Regions from separate parts of the Sus scrofa genome. Here region 1 is linked to region 2. Evidence: chromatin contacts called from public HiChIP or PLAC-seq data. All regions are on one chromosome and are shown on one strand. Each heading gives the region's core, a stretch centred on a gene start, on an enhancer-like site or on the middle of the called end of the contact. The rest is flanking DNA. Distances are from core to core; before and after follow the strand shown.

Region 1 (6,116 bases), core at 2,489-4,988, 160 kb before region 2:
ACAGGACCTCCCATCTATTGGCTTTTTAATGATGCATTATTTTTCTTTTATCTTTGCTCTAGGGATTGCTATATGCATCTTTAACTTCACATCCTAGATTGGACCTCTTTATATAAAATGTATATAGAGTTACCTCTCCATCCCTTGGCCTTTAAGGCAGGATTTCTCAGCCTGGGCACTGTTGACTTCGTGTGGGAGGAGCTGTCCAGTACATGGCAGGATGCTGAGCAGCATCCCTGTCCTCTACCGCTAGAGGCTGATTGCACCCCTTAGTTGATAGAAGGTGTCTCCAGTCATTACCAAATGCCCTTGGAGTGCCGGGGCAAAACGACCCCAGGTGGAGAATCCCTGCTTTAGGATACAGATGTCCTGTGTACTACATTTGCCTTTGTTTTGAACACATTGGTGTTGGAATATCTTGCCTTAAGTAGTCATATGTATTTTAAAGAAATTAAGAGAATTCCCATTATAGTTCAGCGGGTTAAGAACCCAGCTGGTATCCATGAGGATTCAGGGTCCATCCCTGGCCTTACTCAGTGGGTTAAGGATCCAGCATTGCCAGAAGCTGCATCATAGGTTGCAGATGCGGCTCAGATCCGGTGTTGTTGGGGATGCCACGTAGGCCGGCAGCTATAGCTCCAATTCAACCCAGAGCCTGGGAATTTCCATGTGCAGCGAGTACAGCCCTAAAAAGACCAAAAAAAGAAAAGAGAAAAAAATAATTTTGTATTTGTTTTTATTTCTCTAATTTACCATTTCCAGTGCTTTCCATTTCTTCCTGCAGAATTGAATTTCTCTCTGGTATCCTTTCCTTTCAGCTGGAAGAACTTGATTTAGCATTTCTTGAGTGTAGGTCTTCTGTCAGTGATTTAGTTCTCTTTTATCTGAAAAGCTCTTCAGTTTTCATTCTGAGTTGCCAGTTACACTGGAGCTGTAATGGACAGTAATTATGGTAGCTCCAACTGGGCTTTGTTTGTGGGTGGTTTTGGTCTTTTTTTCTTTCTTTCTTTCTTTCTTTCTTTCCTTTTTTTTTTTTTTCTTCTTTTTAGGGCCGCACCCACGGCATATGGAAATTGCCAGGCTAGGGGTTTGAATCGGAGCTACGGCTGCCAACCACAGCCACAGCCACAGCAGATCTGAGCCACCTCTGCAACCTGCACGACAGCTCACGGCAGCACCAGATCCTCAACCCACTGAGCAAGGTCAGGGATCAGATCTTCATCCTCCTGGATCCTAGTCGAGTTTGTTACCACTAAGCCAAGATGGGAACTCCTTTCCCCCCACACACACATCTGCAGCCTGTGGAAGTTCCTGGACCAGGGATCAAACCTGGGCCATAAGCAACGACCAGGCCACTGCAATGATAACACAGATCCTTGGCTGCTAGGCCACCAAGGTACCCCCTGGGCTGTGTTTAAAACAAAAAGAAATGCAGTGAGCCATGTGGGAGGAACCTGTGTCTAGCTGCATGTTCCGGCACGACTAGACGCTGTTCTGCCTTCGTTGAACTCTGGCCTTTTAATTCTTCTCACACTCTTTCTTCTTCACCTAGTGCCTCTGGGGTGGCTGTTAAAAGGCCAAGCACCATTCTAGGCTCTGGGGACACAGGGTGCAGCCCCTTCTCCTTGTGGAGCTTACATTTTAATAGATGGAGGCGCATAAATAGAGGTATGAATAGAATAGGACAGAGTAAAGGGATAGAGGTGACCGGGTGAAATGGTAGAGCTGCTGCTGTGGACAGGGTGGTCAGGAGAGGCCTGGGAGCCAATTGGGAAGGAGCCCGCCATGCTGAGCCCAGAGAGTAACCTGGCAAGTCTCCAGCAGGGCGGGACAGGATGGTAATGACTAACGAGGCCGAAGGCTGCCTCTTAGAGCTTTACATCCCTCGCTGCGTTTAACCCTCGCAACAGCCCTCTTTACCTTCTCCACAAAATCAGGCACCAGTGGTGGAGGCACAGAGGAACTGAGGCACTTTGTCCAAGATCAGGCCAGTCAGTGGGGCATCCAGGAGTCCCATCCAGACCACCTGGACTCCAGAACCTACCCACCTAACCGCATCTAGAACCGCCTCTGGGCAGCAGGTCAGCTCCGTGGTCAGACTAAGCCCATGTCCTTTCTCTTCCAGGTGTACAAAAGAGCCAAGGCACTGGACCAGTCTGACAACGACATGTCCGCCGTGTACCGAGCCTACATACACTAAGCCCTTGACCCCAGCCCACCCCCATCTTCCCCCTGACCCCCTCTTCCTCACATGGGGTTGGGGTCCTGGGACTTAATTCTGGACCAGTCCACCTGTCTCCATCTCCTTTTATACAGACTCTGAGACTTGCCATCAGCACAGCACACAGCATCGCTCCTCTCCTGAAGGTCTTGGAGAGGGGAGGGTGTCGTCAGGATTGGCCTGTGGGAAAGCTCTTGAGCTGGGCACTGGCCCTGGACTAGGTGGCTGTGTGTTCACTCACACACACACACACACACACACACATACACACACACACCCCAACACACCACACCACACCACATACTGGCTCTTGCCCCAGGATAGAAGCTGCCCAGAAGCTGCTGCCTGGCTTTTTTTTTTTTTTTTTTTTTTTTTCTACTTCTTCCAAGCTGTCTTATCTCAGACCCCTTCCAGTCGAGGAACTAGAATCAGCAGGGAGAGCTGGAAGCTTTCCTACTGCTTCCCTCAGAGCAAAGAGGCAATGGTTCTCTCCACCGTCCCCCACTGGATCCCACGCAGAGGGAGAGGCTCTGGGCCAAGATGAGCCAGCACAGACTCTAAACAGAGAGTCCCACGGGCCCTCCAACCTCAGGTGACCAGCTGATGAGGATTGTCATGTTTAAGCTACCGGTGCGCAACCAGCTCTCCATAAATGCCTTTGTGAGCTGAAGAGAGATTGGCAGAGTCAAAGCAAAGACAGGGCTCTGGCTTTCCAGGGAAAGCAGCAAACAGCCAGCCCCTAGATGAGCCTCAGAGAAGCCTCCTCTCCTCGCTGCTCTTCAGCACCTGTCCCAGAAGTCACCGCCACTGTGGATCCCTGGGCTGGGATCAGACTTGATCTGGTGTAGAGGCGCTCTCCCCACACCAAGCTGTTGTAGTGTTTGGATTTGCATTCCAGCCCTTGGGAAGGGGTCCTGAGGGCCACCACTAAGGAGTGGAGGGGGGGGTTCCTTCCTGTTTCCGTTATGCCATAGCCCCTTTACCTGGTTCTAAAGAGCCACTCTGACCCAGGTCCCCTCCCAGCAGTCCCATCTTCTCCAACCTGTCCCTGCACAGGTCCCTTGCATGCTCACCTCCGCTCTCCTCCCTTCCCCCTTTTCCTCCTATGGAAACAGTATTTCTTTCTGTCTGTTCCTTCTTTGGCCCAGACCCAGCCTGACTAACGATGACCATTTCTTAGGCTCAGCTCTTGAAACGGGACTGATTGTCTTCACTTCAGCCAGCAGCACCGTCTTCGGTGTTTCCGGGGCCCGGGGACTGTTGGGAGGAAAGCGGAGAACCAGGCCTGACCAGACCTGAGTTAACTAACCCTCAGAGGTGGATCTAAGACATCCTCGAGACCCGAGCATTTCTCCTGGGATAGGGGACCAGAGGGGCTTAGAACGTGGCATAAGAAAAAGGAGAAGTCACCGAAAGGATGTCAGTGTTTCTCCCTCGGCACGGGTTGGGTTTTCCAAAGTCACACGTTAGAGGGTCAGCATTTACAGTGAATATGTAATAAATACGAGGCGGCCATGCTGGTCTGGGCCCCTCTGCTTTACAGCCTTGTTCCTTTTCAGCCCATCGAAACCCAGGTTAGGGGGTCTCAGAAAATGGGGGCAGGGGAGATCCCTGTGGTTTTTGGCACAGTTGTTAATTTCACTGGGATTTTGAATTTTCTGTCTGAACACAAAGCCTGTTCTAGTCCTAGCGGGACACTGGGGGGTGGGGGTGGGGGAGGATGCTGTAATGAAACTGGTTAGTGTTGTCTTAATATTGTTGACAATTCTGTAAAGTTCCTTTTTATGAATATTTCTGTTTAAGCTATTTCACCTTTGTTTTGAAATCCTTCCCTTTTAAGGAGAAAATGTGACACTTGTGAAAAAGCTTGTAAGAAAGCCCCTCTTCCACAACCCCTTTTTTTTTCCTTTAAATCTCCTTTAAATGACAAATCTAGGTAATTAAGGTTGTGAATTTTTATTTTTTGCTTTGTTTTTAATGAACATTTGTCTTTCAGAATAGGACTGTGTGATGTTTAAATGGCAAAAACAAAACATGATTTTGTGCAATTAACAAAAGGCTACTGCAAACAAAATAAAACGTTTCTTGATAACACAACTGGATCTTGGTGGTGGTCCGCGCCGGAATACGGACACCGCGCTATGTGAAGAAAAGAGGTGTAGGCCCGGGCCGAGGGTTTCTTCCCGGCCAACGGAACTAGCGGGCCGGTGGCGAGACCGGGCGGGAATAGACTTCCCTGTCGGCCAATCGCCGGGAGCAGCGAGAGCAAGCCGTCTCGCCGGCCAATAGGTGAGTGCGAGCGAAGCTGGGCGCCCTATCGGAGCCGGGAAGGGGCGGGACCAGCGGCCGCCGCGGGGCAGCCGGAGTGCTCGGCGCTGGTGCCGGCGGCGTCCAGGACCAGCCGGCGCGGGCGGGTTGAGGGCCCTTGCGGCGCAGGGGGCTGGGGGCGGGGCGGGAGCACGCGCAGCCAATCGGCGGCGGGGGGTGGGCTGGGGCGCCGCCGGTGTTCCGAGCGACGAGCGACAAGCAGACCGCGGGCAGGTGACGGTCGCTGGGCAGCGAGCGGCGGCGATGGCTACCGTGATGGCAGCGACGGCGGCGGAGCGGGCGGTGCTGGTGAGTGGCGCGGGCGAGGTGGGGCGGGGGGCAGTGGGCCCAGGCGACTGACAGCGGGCCTGTCCCCGCAGGAGGAGGAGTTTCGCTGGTTATTGCACGATGAGGTGCACGCCGTGCTAAGGCAGCTACAGGACATCCTCAAGGTAACGCGCCTCGAGGGTCTCTGTCCCCACCCTCCCCAGCGCGGCTCCCTCCTCCGCCTCCCGCAGCTGCCGCCCGAGCGCCGACTGGGTACGCGACTGTGTACGCCCTGCCCTTAGTGAATTTAGAGTCTAGCCAGGACCACCAGCAGGTAGTTACCCAGTTCCACAAGCAGCCGTGTGAGCGCCCTGGCCCTGGATTGAGCCCCAGGGTCGGGAGGGGGAGAGCTTCCTTTGAAACTGCCCTTTCACCACAGCTCTGAAGGACCCAGCATTTTGACTTCAGCCAAGCATTTGATCTGGCTGGGCCTCCCCTTTGCAAAAAGGAGATAGCAGTACCGGCCTTAGGGCTGCTGTGAAGATAAAAAAAGCCAGTCGAGTCGCAAAAACTGTCCAGGCAGTGCCTGGTAAGGCCAGAATTGCAGGTTACCATGGCTACTGCTTTCCCTGATTTGGCTCCCCCCATCTGAGCGACTTAACCTGGCCGGCAGGGCGTCTCAGTTCTTTATCCCTTGTTGGGCGCACGGTAGGCACCCAGGGAATGTGGAAGGAGCAGGTATCAGCTCAGGTAGGACCTGAAACTCAGGCTGTGGGGGAGGGGCTTTCGGAAGAAGCACTGCCCTGAGTGGGTAAACTTTACCCCACTCCCCTCTGCCCCCCAGGAGGCCTCTCTTCGCTTCACTCTGCCGGGCTCAGGCACGGAGGGGCCCACGAAGCAGGAGAACTTCATCCTGGGCAGCTGTGGGTGAGCCCCGACTGTGTGGAAACTGGGACGGGGTGGGGGGTGGGCTCTTGGAAGGAGGGTCATTTGGGATACTCTCTAGGACGAAAGGCATGGCCAAGGCCTTGCCCAGCAAACTGATTTCAGCTCCCCAGACGTCCAGAGGGTGTGCGTGGGGACAGGCTGGACCATCCCGTGACAGCCAGGGGCAGCCTGTTGAAAGGACTGAGTGGTGGGAGGGGGCAGCTGCGGGCCGCTCTGACTCTCCCCTGTTGTAGCACAGACCAGGTGAAGGGCGTGCTGACGCTGCAAGGGGATGCCCTGAGCCAGGCGGTGAGTCCCCTGGCCCCTCTCCCCCTTCCCATGCTGCCCCAGGAGCCAGTGGGGCGGGGAGCCTGGGGGCCTCCTGCTTATCTCA
Region 2 (6,379 bases), core at 1,646-4,145:
CTCGGATCCCGCGCTGCTGTGACACAAGCCAGCAGCTGTAGCTCCGATTTGACCCCTAGACTGGGAACTTCCATATGCCTTAGGTGTGGCCAAAAAAAGAAAAAAAGAAAAGAAAATCAGACAGGAGTTTTTTTTTTTTTTAGGGCCGCAGGTGTGGCATATGGAAGTTCCCAGGCTAGGGGTCAAATCGGAACTACAGATGCCAGCCTACACCACAGCCACGGCAATGCCAGATCCTTAACCCACCACCACGTTAGGCCAGGGATCCAACCCACATCCTCAGGATACTAGTTGGGTTCATTTCCACTTTATTATTTATTGCACTCATTTTTTAAGTTTATTTTTTTGGGGGGCCACACCCTCAACATGTGGAAGTTCTCAAGCCGGGGATCTGAGCCTCAGCTGCAGCAACACAGGATCCTTAACATACTGCAGCCAGTCAGGGACTGAACCCACGTCCTAGCAGCAACAGTGCCAGGTCCTTAACCTGCTGCACCAGAGGGAACTCCCTGACGAGAGATTTTAGAAGCCCTCCCCCTTCCCTCTCTGTGACAGGTATGTTAATTGATCTTACTGTGATAATCATTCTCCGATAAATATACATATCAAATCAATATGTGTACAACCTTAAACTTACATAATGTTATATGCCAATTATGTCTCAATAAAGCTGGGGGGAAAAATGGACAGTGTTACAGAGCTGTAAGAAAAAACTACCAGCACTCAACGATTCAATACGATCAACAAAACTGGCCCAGACTTGAAAAGAGATCAACTTTCTCATAAATGGACTATGGCCCATGGGTCCCTAAAATCATCTCAAAGCCCCCCCTCCCATCCCCAGCCCACCCTTGAGGAAACATACTAAAGCACTGCGTAGGTCCCCAGCTGCCTCCTGGAACAAGGTGGCCAGAGGGACAAGGAAGCAGAAAGGACAGGCCCAAGAGAGTCTTGCTATCACTGGCAGCAGAGCTGAGGTGGCCCATGGCACCCAGATGCCAGCCCCAATCGATGAGACGTGGCTGACTGTAGCCAAGAGTGGCCCAACTGATTAACAAAATCTGCCACGTAGGATCCAAAAGTGGTGCTCTAAGTGCCTTTTGTGATTTTGTCCAAACGCCCAAAGGAAAAAATATCAAGTTTGCTCTGATCCCAGAGAACAGCAGGTGCCACCTTAAACCTTTGTTTGTCTTTTATCTTTTTAGGGCTGCACCCACAGCACATGGAGGTTCCCAGGCTAGGGGTCGATCGGAGCTGTGGCTGCTGGCCTACGCCACAGCCACAGCAACGCAGGATCCTTAATCCACCGAGTGAGGCCAAGGATTGAACCCGCAACTTCATGGTTCCTAGTCGGATTCGTTTCCACTGCACCACGACGGGAACTCCCCCAGCTTAAACTTTTTGCTATCTCTGCCAAGTCACTGCTAACTGCAATTAGACTCTGACTTGGTCACCTCAGAGTCTAAATGCAGTTAGAATTTTCTAATTTTCTTTTCAAGCCATTACAGCAGCTAACATTTTTTGAGGTGTTTAAATGCAGGTTCCTAGGCCACAGTGGCAGGGGCAGCAAGTCTGACGTGGGGCCTGGGAAATGCACGTTAAACAAGCTTCCCCACAGGTGGTTCTGGAGGACACTCAAAGGAAACCTGGCCGGGAGGTTGCCCGCAGGCCAGCTGTGAGGCCTGGAAGACCACGACCTCAGATCAAAGGCTTCTCCTTGGTCCTCCCTCCCCATCCTCCTCCTTCTCTCCTCTCTGGGCAAATGAAGGGATGAGGAGACGGCAAGAGTGAGAAAGCCCAACTAAAGTTCCAGGTTAGGCCACACTCATCATCAGAAACAGAACAGTGGGGTGGGTACAACCGTCTGAGAGTCCAAGTCCAGGTCCTGCTCCCAGATGCACTTCCATCCAGCCCTGAGACCTTGAGAAAGTCACTTCTTCCAAAGTCACTTCCTCCCTGGAGGCTCAGGTCTCTCAGCCACAAAACAGGACACAGGCGAGCCTGGCAAATCTCCTCCAATCATTCTCAGGTTCTCCACTAAGGATTCCCAGCTGCTCTCCCATCCATGGCGGCAGGGCCTCCTTGGGCCCACCCACCATCCACCACACACCACGCACACCTGCCAGGACACAGGACAGCCAAGCCCCTGTCCAGAAGACACGGAGAGTGTCCAGAACCACTGGCTGGGTCTTCGCAGGAAGCGAAGAAGGGAACCCCCAAAGGAAGCGAAAACTGGCGAAGAAGTGATGTCAATCCTTTGGACAATGACCACTTTATCAGCACAAGCGAAGCGCCGGGCACCGTGCTAAGCCCTCACCAGCGTCGCGCCCCTGAACCTCACCCCCCCACCCTGGGGGTTTCCTATTGAGTGTCTCGCCCTGTGCAGCCGAGGGAGCGGAGGCACGCAGGGGCGAACTGACTGACCCAAGGTCACCTAGCCGGGACCAGGCAGTCAGCCCCGGGCCCGACCCACGCCCCGGGGTCCTGGTGGCGGAGCGCGCGGAGCCCCGGGTAGGGCTGCTGCAGAGGGGCCCGCGGGCCGACCAGAGCTCCTAATCCACCCTCCGCGGAGAGGCCCGCGCCCCAGCCCGCGCCTCGCTGTCTGCGCCCAGGGCCGGGGCCGGGACAGCACCTCACCGGACTTCGGTGGGTAGCGATAGGCCGAGTTCGCCTGGATGTCAATGTCCTCCACGCCCGCGATGCGGCGGCTCAGGATGGAGCCCATGGTGCGAGGCGGGCTGGGCCGAGGCTGGGACAGGGGCAGCTGCGGCGGCCTCACACAGTCATGGCCCGGACCAGGCCGCACGGACACTCGCCCACAGCCGCGGGCGCTCGGCCTCCGAGCCCCCACCCCCGGCTCGGCCTCGGGCCCGACGCCACGGCGGCCCTCCGCCCCCCCGGCGCTGAGGCACCTCGGGAAATGGAGTCCCCTCCGCGCCGACGCTGCCCGGCGGCCGCGCGGGAGGCCCACCTAGGAACTACATTTCCCAGGAAGCTTCTCGCCCAGGCTCGCTGAAGTTGTTGACAAATGCTTCGGGACAAACCAAATGGACCGGAGTCCAGAGGGGAGGACCCCATCAACTGCAGTGCAAATTATCCCTCCCTCTGCATTCCAAGCACAAGACTAACGTCGTAGTTCTTTAGCCTTCTATTAATAATTTTATTTTCATACATAGTCTCTTCTAGGAACCAACGCCTTCCATTTACTCCTTTCTGAAAAAAATCTCTCTGCACTACCATGGATCTCCCCACTTCCCGGGATTTAATCTCCTGGCCCGGCCAGCAGAGGGCAGACCCTTACCTGCCACCTGCAAAGAGTTGGGACGGAACCCCAATCACCCAGAGCGGTGCTCACAGGAGAAACGAGGCACCTTCCCCAAAACTCTAGGCATCTCTCCAGCTCCACGTCCAGAACAGTTACTTTGAAGACATAATTTTAAAGCTCCCCGCAGAGGCAGTAGACCTCTCCGCACTATACAGAGAGGGGAACTAAGGCACAAATGAGGGAGGGCCACCCGGAATGGCGCTGAAGACAAGTTTATAAGATTCAGGTTAGAGATTAAGCCTCCTGTCAGGTTGCAATGTACTTTCTTGGTTTTGATTCACACAAAACTCTAAGCAGACCAAATGAGAATCTGTTTTCACCTACTTTTCAGTTGCGAAAAGGCGATTCTAAGAAAGGACTTTCCCCAAGATAGGTGTTGGGAGGGCAGAGGCTGGCTAAGAGTCTCAGATGGTAAATTCACCACAGTTGGCATTAAAGTGAGCCCTACAGCTTCCTAGAGGCCAGAACCCATCCAGAATATAACCTTCCTATTTTCAGGAGACTTGGAAAGCCAAAAATAAAAACGGAGGTGAGGGATTTGTGTGATTATGAGGGAGAATCCAGGTCTTGGGGAAGCTCGGTTTAAACTTTCTGCCCTGCACCCAAGATCCCCATTTACTGCACCCCTACTATGTGCTAGACATTGGTGTTGAGGGCTAAACACACATCTCCTCTTTATTTTTAAAGGCCACACCTGCAGCATATGGACGTTTCTGGGCCAGGGACTAAATCCAAGTCACAGCTGTAACCTACAGGTCCTTTAAGCCACTGCACCTGGCCAAGAGTGAACCTGCGCCTCCGAAGCAACCAGAGGCATTGCAATCAGGTTCTTAACCCACTGTGCCACAGCAGGAACTCCATATCCTCTCTTTTAATTCTCTGTCGTAGGTTCTATTTTCATTCCCAATTTACTGAAGGGGAAAGAGGCTAGGCAACGTGGAGTATCCCACTCAGCTTGCATAGTAGATAAGTGGTAATACAGCTGGAATTTGACCCAGGCCACTCCTTTTAATGCCACGCTCTCCTGCCACCCCTACCCACCCCCACCCGAGACAGGTACCCTCAAGTGCCAGATTTCTTGTCTCTTGCCCCCAGATGGGCCTGAAGACACCCCCATCCCATGTGACCTTTCTTCTCTTCCTTTAAAAGGCTTTCTGTTGAATCACATAACACTGTTGAATCATATATACATAAATAGATATACCAACACGGCATCCAATTTACCAGGCTCCCTGTTTGGAGGGGAGGGGAGGAGGATACTAAGGGCCCAGATGTTCTGGCTGAAAAACAACCCTAAGAGCACGTCCTCCCTATGGATCGTGGGCCAGGGCAGCCGTTTCCATGGGCTGGATGTCTGATTAATTACATACTCCTCTCAAAAGAGCTTTGGACTTGAAGTGTATGGTTCTGTGCTTCTCCACCCACTATTTGGAGATAGGACCTTTCTGATTTGATCCTGGTTCTATTATCAACATCTTGGCTGATTCATTTTTTTATTCAACAAATATTTATCACGCTACTATGTAAAAAGCAATGAGCCAGGCATAGAGATTAAATGGTAAAACCCACAGATATGGAACGTTTAGTGAGAAACAGACATGAAAGGAGAACAAGTGTATAAAAATACAAAATATGGGTGCTGTAGGGAGTTCCCATCGTGGCGCAGTGGTTAAAAAATCTGACTGGGAACCGTGAGGTTGCAGGTCCAATCCCTGGCCTTGCTCAGTGGGTTAAGGATCCAGCGTTGCCGTGAGCTGTGGGGTAGGTCGCAGACGTGGCTTGGATCCCTCGTTGCTGTGGCTGTGGCGTAGGCCAGTGGCTACAGCTCTGATTAGACCCCTAGCCTGGGAATCTCCATCTGCCATGAGAGCGGCCCTAGAAAAGGCAAAAAGAAAAAAAAAAAAAAGGTGTTATAGGGGAATGGACTAAGGTGCCATGAAACACCAGGACCGGCGTACCATTGATAAGGGAGTCAGGGAAGGTTTCTCGGAGGAGGTGATATGTAAGCCCAGACTTGAAGTACAAGTAAGAACCAACCAGGCAAACTCTGAAGGAGTAGGTCAGCCTAGGTTCCAGGCAGGGAGAACAGCATGTGCAAAGGCCCTGCGGAGCTGAGTGAGATCCATGAGCTCAAAGCCCAGTGTGGCTAGAGTCAAGGAGGCAGGAGGGTTGGGGTGCAGAGGTGAGGAGTAAGGTCAGGAGTAAGGGCCCAGACCTCAAGGCCCCTCCGTCAGCCAGCATCTGGTCCTTGGAGTCATAAAGACAGACCCACTTCATGGCTTCCTAGTTAGGAGTCCTTCAAGTCTAGACTTCACGAGCCTCCTGAGGGAGCAGGATTGCTGCTGATGCATTCCTGTCTTCCCAGACCCAGTGGATGCCTGATAAACACATCCGTGGAGTGACTGAAGGAATGCAGGGCTCTGGGCCCTCCAACTCTGGCAAGGTCCTCAATCTCCCTGGACTTCAGATAAGATGAAGGCACTGCCCCAAATGCCTTTTATCCCTCCCTTCCCCCATCTACTGACCCCGACTGTCAGGCCCCATCCAAGCCTGTTAAGAAATCCAAAGTCCACCCTCTAGCCAGGCTGATCCTGGCTGCAAACAAGCTTGTTTTTCATTCCCTGCTGCCCTTGGAAAAACAAGCTGGCTGGGGGGCCGTAGGGGCGAGAGGGCGGACCTTCGCTCCTACTACCCCACTGCCCCACCCCAGGCAGCTGGCTGGCCTGGAAGAGCTCCTTCTGGGCTGGGCAGGTCTAGGCAGGCACCTGAGCGAAGGTACTCCCTCTCTCGCTAAGCAAGAAAAGCCCCCAGTGGGTCCTGCCAGGGCAGTGCCCATCCTCCTTTGCCAGAAACACACCTGCTGCTCACTGGGCGCCTGCTCTCCTCCACGGGCTCTGAACACTGTCAAGAGTGTAAAGAGGTTTGGATTCCAACCTCGGTTTCCTCATCTGTAAAATGGGGCTTGGGTCCCCTAGAGCAGTCCGGGTGGAGGCAAAGAAATGGTGCTCCGAGCACCAAGCCCATGCCAAGCACCTCACTGGCATTAATCTGCCA

What was found. HiChIP or PLAC-seq counts read pairs in DNA pulled down with a chosen protein or histone mark.
Region 1: a contact with region 2 is called in an H3K27ac HiChIP or PLAC-seq map of alveolar macrophages. The contact joins the promoter of ROGDI here to the promoter of MGRN1 in region 2. A contact is called at or near these places in 1 of 47 Hi-C or Micro-C datasets (epiblast stem cells) and 1 of 2 datasets of contacts at active chromatin or transcription factors (alveolar macrophages).

The regions. Positions count from the first base shown.
Region 1 is chr3:37,589,244-37,595,359 of Sscrofa11.1, forward strand. It overlaps ROGDI (protein rogdi homolog), which reads left to right and starts at 3,739. Exons shown (of 11, transcript XM_021086663.1): 1 at 3,739-4,837; 2 at 4,909-4,980; 3 at 5,640-5,722; 4 at 5,977-6,031. The coding sequence starts at 4,793. It overlaps GLYR1 (putative oxidoreductase GLYR1), which reads left to right. Exons shown (of 16, transcript XM_013995678.2): 16 at 2,126-4,249. The coding sequence ends at 2,200.
Region 2 is chr3:37,745,211-37,751,589 of Sscrofa11.1, forward strand. It overlaps MGRN1 (E3 ubiquitin-protein ligase MGRN1), which reads right to left and starts at 2,896. Exons shown (of 17, transcript XM_021086677.1): 1 at 2,638-2,896. The coding sequence starts at 2,725.